3 separate regions of the Mus musculus genome follow, and regions 1 and 2 are each linked to region 3. The links are chromatin contacts, called in public promoter capture Hi-C maps. All regions are on one chromosome and are shown on one strand. Each heading gives the region's core, a stretch centred on a gene start, on an enhancer-like site or on the middle of the called end of the contact. The rest is flanking DNA. Distances are from core to core; before and after follow the strand shown. Region 1 overlaps Supt3 (SPT3, SAGA and STAGA complex component). Region 2 overlaps Supt3 (SPT3, SAGA and STAGA complex component). Region 3 holds the start of Enpp5 (ectonucleotide pyrophosphatase/phosphodiesterase 5).

The links. Promoter capture Hi-C pulls out the DNA fragments that hold promoters and counts their contacts.
Region 1: a contact with region 3 is called in a promoter capture Hi-C map of pre-B cells, with 2.7 times the contacts expected there. The contact joins the enhancer-like site here to the promoter of Enpp5 in region 3. A contact is called at or near these places in 6 of 39 promoter capture datasets (3T3-L1-derived adipocytes, hippocampal neurons, liver and 2 more).
Region 2: a promoter capture Hi-C map of hippocampal neurons shows a contact between it and region 3, with 4 times the contacts expected there. The contact joins the enhancer-like site here to the promoter of Enpp5 in region 3. A contact is called at or near these places in 10 of 39 promoter capture datasets (the 3T3-L1 cell line, 3T3-L1-derived adipocytes, the C10 cell line and 6 more) and 1 of 115 datasets of contacts at active chromatin or transcription factors (astrocytes).

The regions. Positions count from the first base shown.
Region 1 is chr17:44,790,647-44,794,715 of GRCm38.p6, reverse strand. The region is part of intron 2 of Supt3 (SPT3, SAGA and STAGA complex component); the gene reads right to left. It also overlaps a transcript of Runx2 not described here. Among named protein-coding and RNA genes, the nearest start is that of Supt3, 16 kb to the right of the region's middle. Within about 2 kb of position 2,290, at least 27 of the 459 cell types and tissues checked have an H3K27ac peak or open chromatin away from gene starts, as enhancers often do. A contact at or near this core is called in pre-B cells, where this site is marked.
Region 2 is chr17:45,076,321-45,080,159 of GRCm38.p6, reverse strand. All of the region lies in intron 11 of Supt3 (SPT3, SAGA and STAGA complex component), which reads right to left. Among named protein-coding and RNA genes, the nearest start is that of Gm35097, 69 kb to the left of the region's middle. Within about 2 kb of position 1,674, at least 16 of the 459 cell types and tissues checked have an H3K27ac peak or open chromatin away from gene starts, as enhancers often do. A contact at or near this core is called in hippocampal neurons, where this site is marked.
Region 3 is chr17:44,076,359-44,080,321 of GRCm38.p6, reverse strand. It overlaps Enpp5 (ectonucleotide pyrophosphatase/phosphodiesterase 5), which reads right to left and starts at 1,520. Exons shown (of 4, transcript NM_032003.3): 1 at 1,340-1,520.

The DNA of each region.
Region 1 (4,069 bases), core at 1,041-3,540, 710 kb before region 3:
GCAACGCTTATGAAAGCAAGTATTGAATTGGGGGCTCATACAATCTCAGAGGCTTGGTCCATCATCATCATGACAGGGAGCATGGTACTAGAACAGTAGATGAGAGCTACGTCCTGAGCAGAGAGACAGAACAGAAGAGCAGCCTGGGCCTGGCCCTGGCTTCTGAAACTCAAAGCCCACCTTGAGTGACACACCTACTCAGCACAGTGTCACTCCCTGTTGACTAAGCATTCATATATAAGAGCCTATGAGGGCCATTCTTATTCAAACCTCCATATTAGCATACACACATTTTTGAAAAACTACATTGGATTTTTAAAGTCATGCCTCTTTTATTTATTGGGTTTCATTAATTTAATGAGCCGATCTTTATTTAAACATTAAAATCATAGTTTTTCAGTGTAATCTCTAAAATAGTCTAAAATTAGAAAAAGGGTTATCTCTGCCAGTGATGTAAATAAGAAAGCAAAAAATGATTAATATTCTAGGTCCATGCAACTCACAATCAGTTCACGTTGCTGGTATTCTCTCTTATTGGAAATGAATTTCTTCTGATTTGCCTTTTAAACAAAGATCCTTGCTTTAAACTAATTTTAAGTAAAACTAGAAGGTGACTCAGATACACTCCATTTTCAAAGGTTTCACATGTCATAGGAAAAACAAGTCTTGAGCCAAAACTGCAATCAAAAGTAATGCCACAGCCATAACACAAAAGTGTATATAATTAGGTCAAAGACTTTAATGTACAATATTGTAAACTCCCAAGAACATGGTCCCACAAAAGCAGTAGTAAGTCTAAAAACTGAGACATGAAGTGTTTCCAACAGAGTTGGAATGTGAAGTGCAGCCATCGGATGAGGTACCCTGCATGCTGTACTCACCGCTAGATATACAGAACCATCCTACAGTAAACACTCAATTCTGAATGAATAAACAAAAAGCATTAGTAACTAGTATACAAGAATATTCTAGAACAAATATGGTCTAAGACCCATTTGTTCCACCATAAGGATTACCCAGAACAGTAAATCACCTGCATGAGATGATCCGAGTGCACACCACTGAATTCCACTGTCATCATGGGGACCCTGCTTACTTCACAGAGCAACAGCAAACAAAGCTGGACGCCCAGAGGTGCTACGGTGGACTAAAGGTTTTAAATGAGAAGGAGAAATGGGAGGGAGAGCTAACTCCAAAGTAAAGAATTACTAATGAAAATAATGGCTAGCTTCTGAAAACTGCTAAGTAGATCACCGTGTCTGTTAAAGAAAGCTCATGGAGCATGAAAGCAGCAAAGCTTGCAGGGTGAAGGGGTTTCTGTCCGCTCCATTCAGGTCCCAGTTGTATAAAATTTAAGACATACCAGTAATGTCTAAATGAATGAAGTTTTCAGAGCGATCTATAACAACTGATAACATGACTTAAACATGACATGCCTGGGATTAATGAAAATTCTTCATCGTTTTAAATGATATTGTAGTGCCATCTCAAATATAAAGGCAGAAGGAAAAACTAAATAAATGCTGACAGTTTGAAAATTAAGGAAAAACACAAATTGGTCAAATGAACACTAATTAATAGCAAAGACAGTTGAAAGGAGTGGAGAGCTGATATTCAAAAGACCAGGTATTAAGTCCTAAACTAACTAAACAGCTACCCTCGGACAAATCGGCCCTTCTCTACATCTTCGCGAATCAATAATGGATGGACCTAACCAATTTCTAAGACACTCAGATTTCCAGTCAGTCAAAATAACCGACACTATTAAAAACAGTTTTCTTTGTCTCTGAATACCAAATCAATTGTCCACATTTTAAAAAGAAAAAAAAAGTGCCAAAATTCTGTTCTATCCCTATAATTTAACAGTCACTTACCCAGAGTTCAGTGAGCAGGTTACTATCTATGCAAATGGTTTATGCGCATTACCTGGCTTATCCGCCTTAGAGATGAATATTGTTCCTGCATATTATAACACTGCCAGACTTTACTACGCTGCCTCCTCCTCCCACCATCCACATGGCGTCTGTAAATATAGATCTGCCAAGGAAGCAACAAAGAGGACTTAGCTAAATCAGAACTCTAAATGCAGAAAGCCACACTTAAAACTACTTTCAGCATATAAGACAAAACCCAAAAGCAACATAGTAAGAGGACAAAAAATAAAAAATAAAAAAACCTCACAACTGAAATGGAGCAGTCATTTGAGTTTCTAATATGGAATCGTGGTCTAAGAACTACCCGGGCTCCTATTTCCTTCCTCTTCTACTTGGAAACTTTTAAGATTGCAACTGTCGCCTCTCCCCTAGAGGCTGTCCTCCCAAACACAGTGTCGGTATCACCGCAACTTCACATCTACCTACCAGACGCCTACAAGATGCCAGCTACAAGATGCACCTACAAGATGCCAGCTAGAGCACATCAGGAGAAGGGTTAAAGCCCTGGAAAGGGACTGGATGAAGACAAGCACAGCACTGTCGGAAACTACACCGGGGCAAGATTTTTGCCCGGGTGGGAAGATTACCAGGCCTCTCCTAAGAATAGTACCTGGTGTCAGGCGCACAGATCGGGCAGCACAGGAAGTCAGAGCAGACCTCAGGAGAATAGCTCAGGCCAACAACCCTCTAAGCTCCGAGCACTGCTCAAGCGCTACATAAATGTACAGAGCGCTGAAGTCTCCAATTCTTTCTCACATATTGTGTCCAAGTTGACCAACTCAATTGCGTTTTAGACCTCATCCCTAGGCTGGATCTTCCAACATGTCAAATTAATAACTTCCTATTACATTTGCCCTTCAGATTCCCACATCAGCCCAGTGACCCTGACCATCCAGTCTTACGCCCAGCACAGAGTGAGGCTATAGGAAACGAACAGCACCTGCCTGCCTCCGCTGCGTGGCAGGCAGCTTACGCTCTCTCTGCCACCTCCTTTACTACATGACAACCCTTCAAAACTCTAAGCAAGCTTCCTATCTCCCAGCATTGCCAGCAGTCTGGTCTACACCTGCTAGGGGCTAAGACAGTGAAATGTCTCGAATTCGAGAACAATAAATCAGCATCCACCAGGGGGTGAAAACGATTAAAACTGCAAATAGACATGGTTTACAAAAGAAAACTAGTACAATTTACCATAGAACAGACCTAATGTGACGCCTCTGTATCACCCTAGAGTGTCAGCAGGGGAAGCCCAAAGAACTGTAGTAAACTACACCTGGTGTTCTATCTGTGTGAACTCCATATCCCTGCAGGCTGTTAACCTACAGTAGAGACGTTTACTGAACTGGTCAAAAGAAGACACGTTCTATTACTTTTCTTATGTTTAAAAATGAATATATTAAATATACTCAGCCTCTTAATTCCACTGAATGGACACTGATATATATTTCTCTATTAGTCAGAATGCAGTATTACAGATCCATTTTTAAAAATTGAACTGGCTGTTTAAAACTGACCATTTCTGCCATTCAAAAATAAAATCTCTTCCATGATTTAAAATTAAGGTGATAAATTGTCTGGGTTTTGCATACTGCAGTCACAGCACAATTCTACACTCAAGCAAGAAAAACAAATAGTAAAGAAGACTGAGAAGTTTTTCGCTCGGTCTCTAATCATCCACTCGTTAAGCGGCCCACTCATTAGTCTGGTTGTTTTTACTGTTTCTATCAGGGGTTGTTTCAAATAAACTCTCAAAATGTAAAATTACTTCATTAATCAACTTTAAAAGTAAAATGGATTGCAAAGACCCATGCCTGAAATCTGAGAATACAGCAAAAAAGCATAAAAAGAAATGAAAAATGAAAGCCCTTAAAATTTGCACTTAGAATTTGTTTTGGAGCTCGTTGAAATGATTCCTAAAAATTCATCTGGAAGCATAAAAATAAGAAGGGGCCAAAAATATTTTAAAAAGAAAACTTATGTGGACAGACTTGAACTATAACACCAAATATTAAAACACATTAAGAAGCTATAATAACTACAATAATGCAGTGCTGGCAAAGGAAGAGACCACTCGGTGGAGGAAAGCAGAGAGGCAAAGGAGTCACTTATTATCTGATAAAGGCAGAGTTTCAGCT
Region 2 (3,839 bases), core at 425-2,924, 1.0 Mb before region 3:
CCTCAGAAATCTCCTCAAAGTACCAGAGAAGAGAACTAAAGGTCCCTGTAACCACAGAGACTTCTCTCACAGTGAGGGTCTACTTGTCTTATTCCATAGCTTGCTGTAACCTGCATCACTCAGAACATTTTGCTCTGGGGTCTATCTTCTTTGAGATTATTAATTTCTCCTAAAACTCATTTGCCATCCTCTTTGCTCTTCTAAAGTTGACTATAGACACTTCCCATCCTCCGGTAGCTTCTATCCCCTCTGAAGCTAACCCCCGCTGCCTTTTAAAAACGTAACCGAGCATCTTGCCTACAAGTATGTTTGTATATTATTTGCATGCCTGGTACCTGTAGAGGTCAGAAGAGGGTGTTAGACCTCTGGAACCAAGTTACAGATGGTTGTGAGCTACCATGTAGATGCTAGGAACTGAACTTGGGTCCTCTGCCAGAGCAGCAGGTGCTCTTAACCATCAAGCCACCTCTCGGCACAGAAGGTATTTAAAAAAATTTTTTTAAAATGATTTCATAAAATGCACTCTGTCCTTTCATCGTGCTTACCCTCATTACTCTCTCTTATCCCTTTCCTACTCCATGTGATCCTCTTCCTCAAAGCAGATGTTTGAGCTTCAAACCCCCATTCCTTCTTACGAGTCTCCATCGTGCACAGCATGCTTATGTGCATCAGCACAGCCAAATGCCCTTTCTCTGTTCCTTCATTGTCAGCTCATCTCAGCGAACCTCCAGAGGGCTCAGGGGACACTTACTCTACCCACATCCTTCACAGCAACCCTGTAAGGCAGGTACCATTTATTACTGCCTTTACCACATATCAGGAAAGAAGGAGGTAAATACAGAGAACCTTTGAGTTTCTTTGTTTTGATAATCTCTTGTTAATTTAGCTGAACTTAGGTTATGTGCTGGAAACAAAGGTAAGCTGGAGAATAAATGCTAGTTGATAGACTTAAGTAAAAGATAGGTTAATCCACACATACCACACCACACACACACACACACACACACACATATATACATACACCACACCATACATATACACACACATATATAACACATACACACAAACCACACATACACTCTCCCGACTCCCACACGCACGTGCACTCCCACAGCATTTCCATACAGTTCCAGATCATGCCCCGAACCCATCTCTAAGTTAGCCCATCCATATGCTGATCCACAACTGGAATGAAAAGCAGAGTTTTATACTCTGTCTATTGTCATGATGGAGTGACAGTCACCTGGACAGGAACATATGAAGGCACCAAGCACAATTTTCTTTAATTGTGTTAACAGAGCCTGCTTCTATTGCTGTTAGAGACTTAATGATTGATATCTTTGCTTTATATATTGCTGTATATAACCCCTCTCTACACAGTGACAATGGCTGTGAGATATATTCTGCTTGAATACAGAAAAAATCTGTATGGTATGATTATCATCATCATCATCATCATCATCATCACCAATAGCTTGATAACATGAAGCTAAAGGCAAAAGGGAAAAAATAATGTGAAGTTGAAGGAGATTTCAATTTGTGAGTTCCCAGCACTTCTGGACACTGCTGAGGTGAATTTGGATTGGGTCTCTGAGGCTTTCATGATTCTAACCAAATGCAGCTTCCAAGACAGATTGATCTAAAGAGGAGCGAGCCCGTCCCACTCAGTGTAACTAACAGTCTGTTCTCTGCATGCTAGCCTGGGCCAGGCGGCTTGCTTTGCTCCCTCCAGAAGAGGGTGATTCTGAGCCTCTTCCTCGTGGGTGTTTATGATGAAGGAAGGACCGACCACTGCTCGGAGCTCTGCAAGGCGAATCCTCGTGGAAGCAAACAGAGTTTATTTTTCAGGTGGGAACGTTTTTAGAGTTTACTGGAGATTTTCATTTCCAAATCTCCAAATTCAACAATTCTTCAGCCTCTGTAAGCCTTCAGATGGAAGGTCCAATATTTAGAGTAAACAGTGTCCCAGTCTCCCCTTCTGAGCAGCTTTCTTTCTCAGCCCTGTCACAAAAGTGTTAAGTCCTGGCAACTGGAACACAGAGCCTCTTTGTGGTAAAGCTTCCTACTAAACCATGCCGACCGTGTTGCTAATGAGTTACTGCTTAACAGAACCCTAGAAGGACACTGAAAAACGAAAATACCCTGACAAACGTGTTGACCAAAGGATGCCAACAACTCTCCCAGGGTTCTATCCGAAATTCAAGGATTAAAAAAAAAAGGAAAAATGAACTGTAGTGTATGTGAAAAATCATAACATTGAAACATAAGTCCATTTATCTTCTAACTATTTTTCTAGTTCTCGTCCAAAATTTTGCTGGTTATTAAAACATGCCTGTGTAAATATGAATGTTCTGCTTTATAACTTAACTCCCGTTTCTTGTCCTTACGATATAATAATGTCATTGTTTGTTATATCACACTTATTCTTAAAGTGGCGGGGCTTGATTTCCAGGGCTGGTTGTCACGCCGAGGAAGGGCTTTGTGATGGGAAAATGAAAGGCTAATCGGGAATCTCTGAAGGCCGGGGGAAGGCTGTCTGCAGCCCTGAGGATTCTACAGGAATGCATATTAGCACACGTGGAGCTGTTCGCAGTGGTCTCCTAACTGCTCCCTGGGCCCTCCATGGCTGCGATGTCCACTGATAAGATGAAGGGGAACCTCACTGCAAGAACATCAGTGAAGTCATTCAAATTCCCAGACTGGGGCTGGTCATGGGCAAACATCATATTCCATAAGCATGTTCCCTCTGCCCTGGGGAGAGAACGCCCACTCCTGGATCTCTTTGGAGGTATCCATAGTCAACTGCCTGTGTACCCAATTGTACCCAACTCTCCTCAGTCATGAGGACCACCAAAAATGAGAGCTCATAGCAGGCTATTAAATGCTACAGTGCTCACAGATAAAGCACAACGTACGCCGTGATTGGAATTACAGACTGTAGGAGCCAGAGTGGGCCTGAGGGATAATTTAGTTTAACTTTCTCATTGTACAGCTGAGCCTGAGTGACTTTTCCAAATGTTATTCAGCTACTTAATGGCTGGGCTGGGAGCATAACCAGGTCTCCACACTGCAATTCTGCTGCTTTTGCCATTAGAACAGGATCCAGCCATGACATACTATTTAACAGGGTCAGTCACCCAGGCACCATCAAGCCTTAATGGGAATGGATTCCATTAACAAGAGGTCTTAGTAGAGAACTCTCTGTACCGAGTTCTCTAAAATTTAGCACTGGCATGCGAGGGCCCAGGGAACAGGATGAACTAAGAAGAGAAGAGTATGGTAAAGAAAATCTCCATTAATAAAATTGCTGAGTGTATAGAGAGTGGATGATATTTTTTAGTATCTTTTTATATACTATATTTGTGAAAGGAGAAATTTCTCTTTTTCTCTTTCTCCAGTGTCATATTTTTAAAAACCACTAGATTGGAAATCAAGGGACAGAGTTCTAGTTTGGATTTTACCATTAATTCATGACTACACCCTAGCCTTCAACCTTAGGTTTCTAATCTACCAGGGGAAGGGATTGGACTAGTCTACTGCCTTTTATTGATATGATAAACACCATGGCCAAAAGCAACTCTAGGAGATGGTTTATTTGGCTTACACTTAATGATCACAGTCTACTATGAAGAAAACCACAGCAGGAACACAAGACAGACTCTACCACAGAGGCCTTGCTTACACAAGCCACCTGTCAAGGGCTGGCACCACCCATGTGGCTTGGGCCCTCCCATATCAATCATTAAACAAGAAAATGACCACAGATTTGTCTTTAGCTTAATCTGATAGAGGCACTTTCTCAATTGAGGTCCCCTTTTCCCAGGTGACACTAGGCTGTG
Region 3 (3,963 bases), core at 271-2,770:
TCAGGATGATTTAGAATGCTTGAAAATTTGTAGATATGGTGTGTGTCTGTGTGTGTGCGCGATGTGCGCATAGGTGGTATGTGTGCATTGTGATGTGTGTGCATGTGTGGTATGTATAAATGTGTGGTATGTGTGCATGTGTGGTATATGTGCATGTGTGATGTGTGTGCATGTGTGGTATGTGTGTATGTGTGGTATATGTGTATGTATGGTATGTGTGATGTGTGTGCATGTGTGGTATGTGTGGTATGTGTATGTATGGTATGTGTGCATGTGTGATGTGTGTGTGTATGTGTGATATGTGTATGTGTGGGATGTGTGCATGTGTGATTGTGTGTGCATGTGTGATGTGTGTGCATGTGTGATGTGTGTGATATGTGTGCATGTGTGATGTGTGTGATATGTGTACATGTGTGGAATGTGTGCATGTGGCTCTGACTTGCCTTGCTATGGTCTAGGAATGGGCAGATGTAACCTATGAGGCAGGCTGGCTTTGTTTTCAGAACCATAAGCTGTATGCAAAGGATGCATATGAGCTTAAGGTTAGATTTGCTTTTTTAAACTGTGGTTTCATCCAGACTAGAAACTGTTTTGGACATTGGTCTCAAGACAATGACTGATTCCAAACTTAAATTTACTATTGTATCTTGAATGCCACTCATTCTGGGAGCAACATTAATAATGGCCATGACGGGGAATTAAATGTATGCAGGAAACTGCAAATGACTGATCCCTGTTTCTTCCCTCTTTTCTTTTCTTTCCCCCAATTTTCTCTCCCATCTCACTAACACGAAGGAAATTATTATCAACCAAATACAATTTAATGCCAAGAAAGAATCAGTTGCACGGAACATATGATTTTTTTCCCATCTATTTTAGTTAATTGAGGTAAATAGAAGACAACTGTTTTCTTGGGGCAAACTGAAGCGAAGTATGAGGCTCTGTCTAAAGCTCGGGGATGTTCGATAATAAGAAGCAACATAATTACATGGGTGCCACAACGCAGGTGGGGGTGGGGATGAGGAAAAAAGGACAAATCTCTCATTTCTCCACGCAGAAACAGCACGGAGCCCTGAAACTCTCTAGATCTCGATTGAAATCGCCCTGGCCTTTCCAGTCCTTCCTCTCTCCAGCCTCCCCCACCCCCACCCCGCCCCAACCTAAGCAAACAGGCGCACCAATCAAAGAGCAGAGGAGTGGGCTTATGTCAGGGTGTTTGCCAGGGTGGGTGGGTGCGTCGCCTCTTCTCTACGGGGTTGCTAGGCCTCCCCGCCCCGCTGGCCGGTGACAGCCCCAGTGTGGGCCTCTGGAGGCAGGCCACCCTTCTCCGGGGACTCACCCGCGCTGAGACAGATCTGTCCTGGAACGTTTGGGACCAAGAGGAGGCAGAAACAAGGGGCACTGTAGGATCCTGTTCGCTCACCTGCACGCAGCCTCAGCGCAGAGCACCTGACTCGTCGCTGCAGCCCGCCCCGCTGCTGGAACGCCATTGGCTCCCGCCAGCTTGTCACTGTTACCAGGGTGAAAAATCCGCTCCTAGGAGTAGCTGTGCTGCCTGTCAATTAGCGGAAGCAGGGGGGCGGGCGCTGCGTGGGTTTGAAGGAGGGGGACTTGGTGGCCAGGTTTGGGGATAGGGATGGGTGGCTGGGGGCTCTTGTCACTCAGAACTGCCCTGGTAGGCCTGTTGTGTCCGTGATATTGAGGGACTTTAGTGTGCTATCCCAGTGGTTGGAGATCTGAAACTCATGTTCATTATAAGCTAATTTTATTCTACCATCTCTTCTGAGTTTTCTTCTTCCTTTATCATAAACTGATGACGTCACTCAGTAAGCTTTAATTGAAGGAGGGACATCAGAATATCCAAGCTTGCCATGAGATGGTGTTAATAATTCGAAACAGGGTCTCATTTAGCTCACCATAGTGTGGAACTCAGTTTGTAGCCCAGCATTACCTCAGTCCTAGTACCTTCCTGCTCCAACTTCCTAAATTCTGGGGATTACAGGCATGTATCACCATGCCAGGTTTTATGAGGTGCTGGGAATTAAACCCAGGTTTTCCTGGATGCCAGCTGAGCACTCTCTCAACTGAAGAATATCCTTAGCCCTCATGAATCTTTTGTTCATGAATAGCTGGTGTCAAGTATTTCCTCTATGGAAGGCTTTGGGAATCTAGTCTGTTCTGAAGCCCAATGTGTGACTTCCAAGTGTTTGCATCTTATTATAAGTTGGCCACGCAGGCACTCCCCACTCCTATCCTCCAAGCAGTAGCACCTGAAAGCTTCAGCTAACCAAATCTGTCTGCAATAGGCAGTATTATCTGCTTGATTGTCACAACTGAAGTTTCAACATTTAATCAGCTGGTAAGGCTACAAGCATCCACAGCTGTGGCCTTGGTGCCTGTCTGTAACAAATGTCTTCTGTTCTGTGTGCTGGGGCTGTGATGTTTGTAGCCACGTTCTGTAAAGGAATTGAGCCCTTTGGTCTTAGCCTTTGGTGTATTTCTAATGAGGGGACAGTCTCAACTCTAGCCATGGGCACTTGCTAAATTGGGCGGCACTGCCCTGAAGGGCATTTGGGCACTCTGCCATGGGGATTTTTATCATTTTCAACACGTGGGAAGGAGGCGGAAAGGGAGGTTGTTTCTGCGTGTAGCCAGACCCAAAACCATGAAGCTGCACAACTTGTTCCGAAGCCCCAAGTCCTGACCTTTGAAACTGCTCAAAGTTGGAAGGAGGTGGTTCAGTCTAGTAAGTCCTTATCTCCCAGCCTAAGAAGCCAATTCCTTGTTCACTCCAAAGAAAGAAAACCTGGAAGAAAAAAAAATCAGGGGTGAGAATGGGCCTGTTTCTATGTGGGTCATTGAGAATTGGAGGCTCTGCTCACGTGACAGGCTGCCATGCTCTGCAAACTTTTTATGGAAGTTGGGATTGTTTCCCACCCGCCACGCTTACTAAATTGTACAGTGTAGTTGCTAAGCACAGCTCAGAACACAGAAGACAACTCTCCGCGGGCTCAGCGAGCTCAGGACCTACTTCTGGATCTCCATACAATAATGTCTAGTGGTCAACTGGTAGGCTTGAATATAACTCACTTTCCCAGTGGGCAGGGTCTGGCTCAAATAAGGAATGATTGTTGAGTTTTTGTCGACAAACTTCCTGCTTCCACATCTGTACTCTGCCAGTTGTTTGAATTTCTGTCCAGTCACAATAGCTACTGAGCAAGTTATGTCAGCATGGGTTAGAAAGGTTCCTTTATTTCAATGGAAATAGCAGGATAATGTCAGAAGTAGGGATGCATGTCTGAACACAGAGCAACAGGATTCACTTTCGTTTCACAGGCTTGGGGTAGGGAGGTCCCTCTACCTTTTAAAGTCCTCAGAGAAATCTGACATACATTTGGGGACTAGACCATTCTCTTCCCCAGGACTGTAAGGACATTGTGCTAGCACTGGAATAATGCAGTTTATAAAATAGCAAAAACAAAACCAACTAGCTGTATCAGAGAAGTCTTTTTTTTTTTTTTTTTTTGACCTAGAATTTATGGTAAGAATAACTAATTTTAAAGGCAGCGGGCAGGAGAGATGACTTAGCAGTAGGAAGAGCCTGCTGTTGAGTTGGTTCCTGGCACCCATGGCTATTGGGCAGCTGGGCTGGCTGGTTTTATGTCAACTTGCTATAGTCATTTTGGAAGAGGTAGCCTCAGTTAAGAAATGTTCCTACCTGCTTGGCCCATGGGCAAGCCTCCGTGACATTTTCTTGATTGACATGGATGTGTGAGGGCCAGTTCACTGGAGATGGTGCTCCCCTGATCTGTACTGGTCCTCCTGAATGCTTTAAGGAGGCAGCCGAGGAAGCCTCGAGGAGCGAGCCAGGATCATAGTATTCCCCCATGACTTCTCCACTTCCTGCTTTCCAGTTCTTGCCCTGACTTCCTTCAGTGACGGACTACAATATGGAAGTATAAG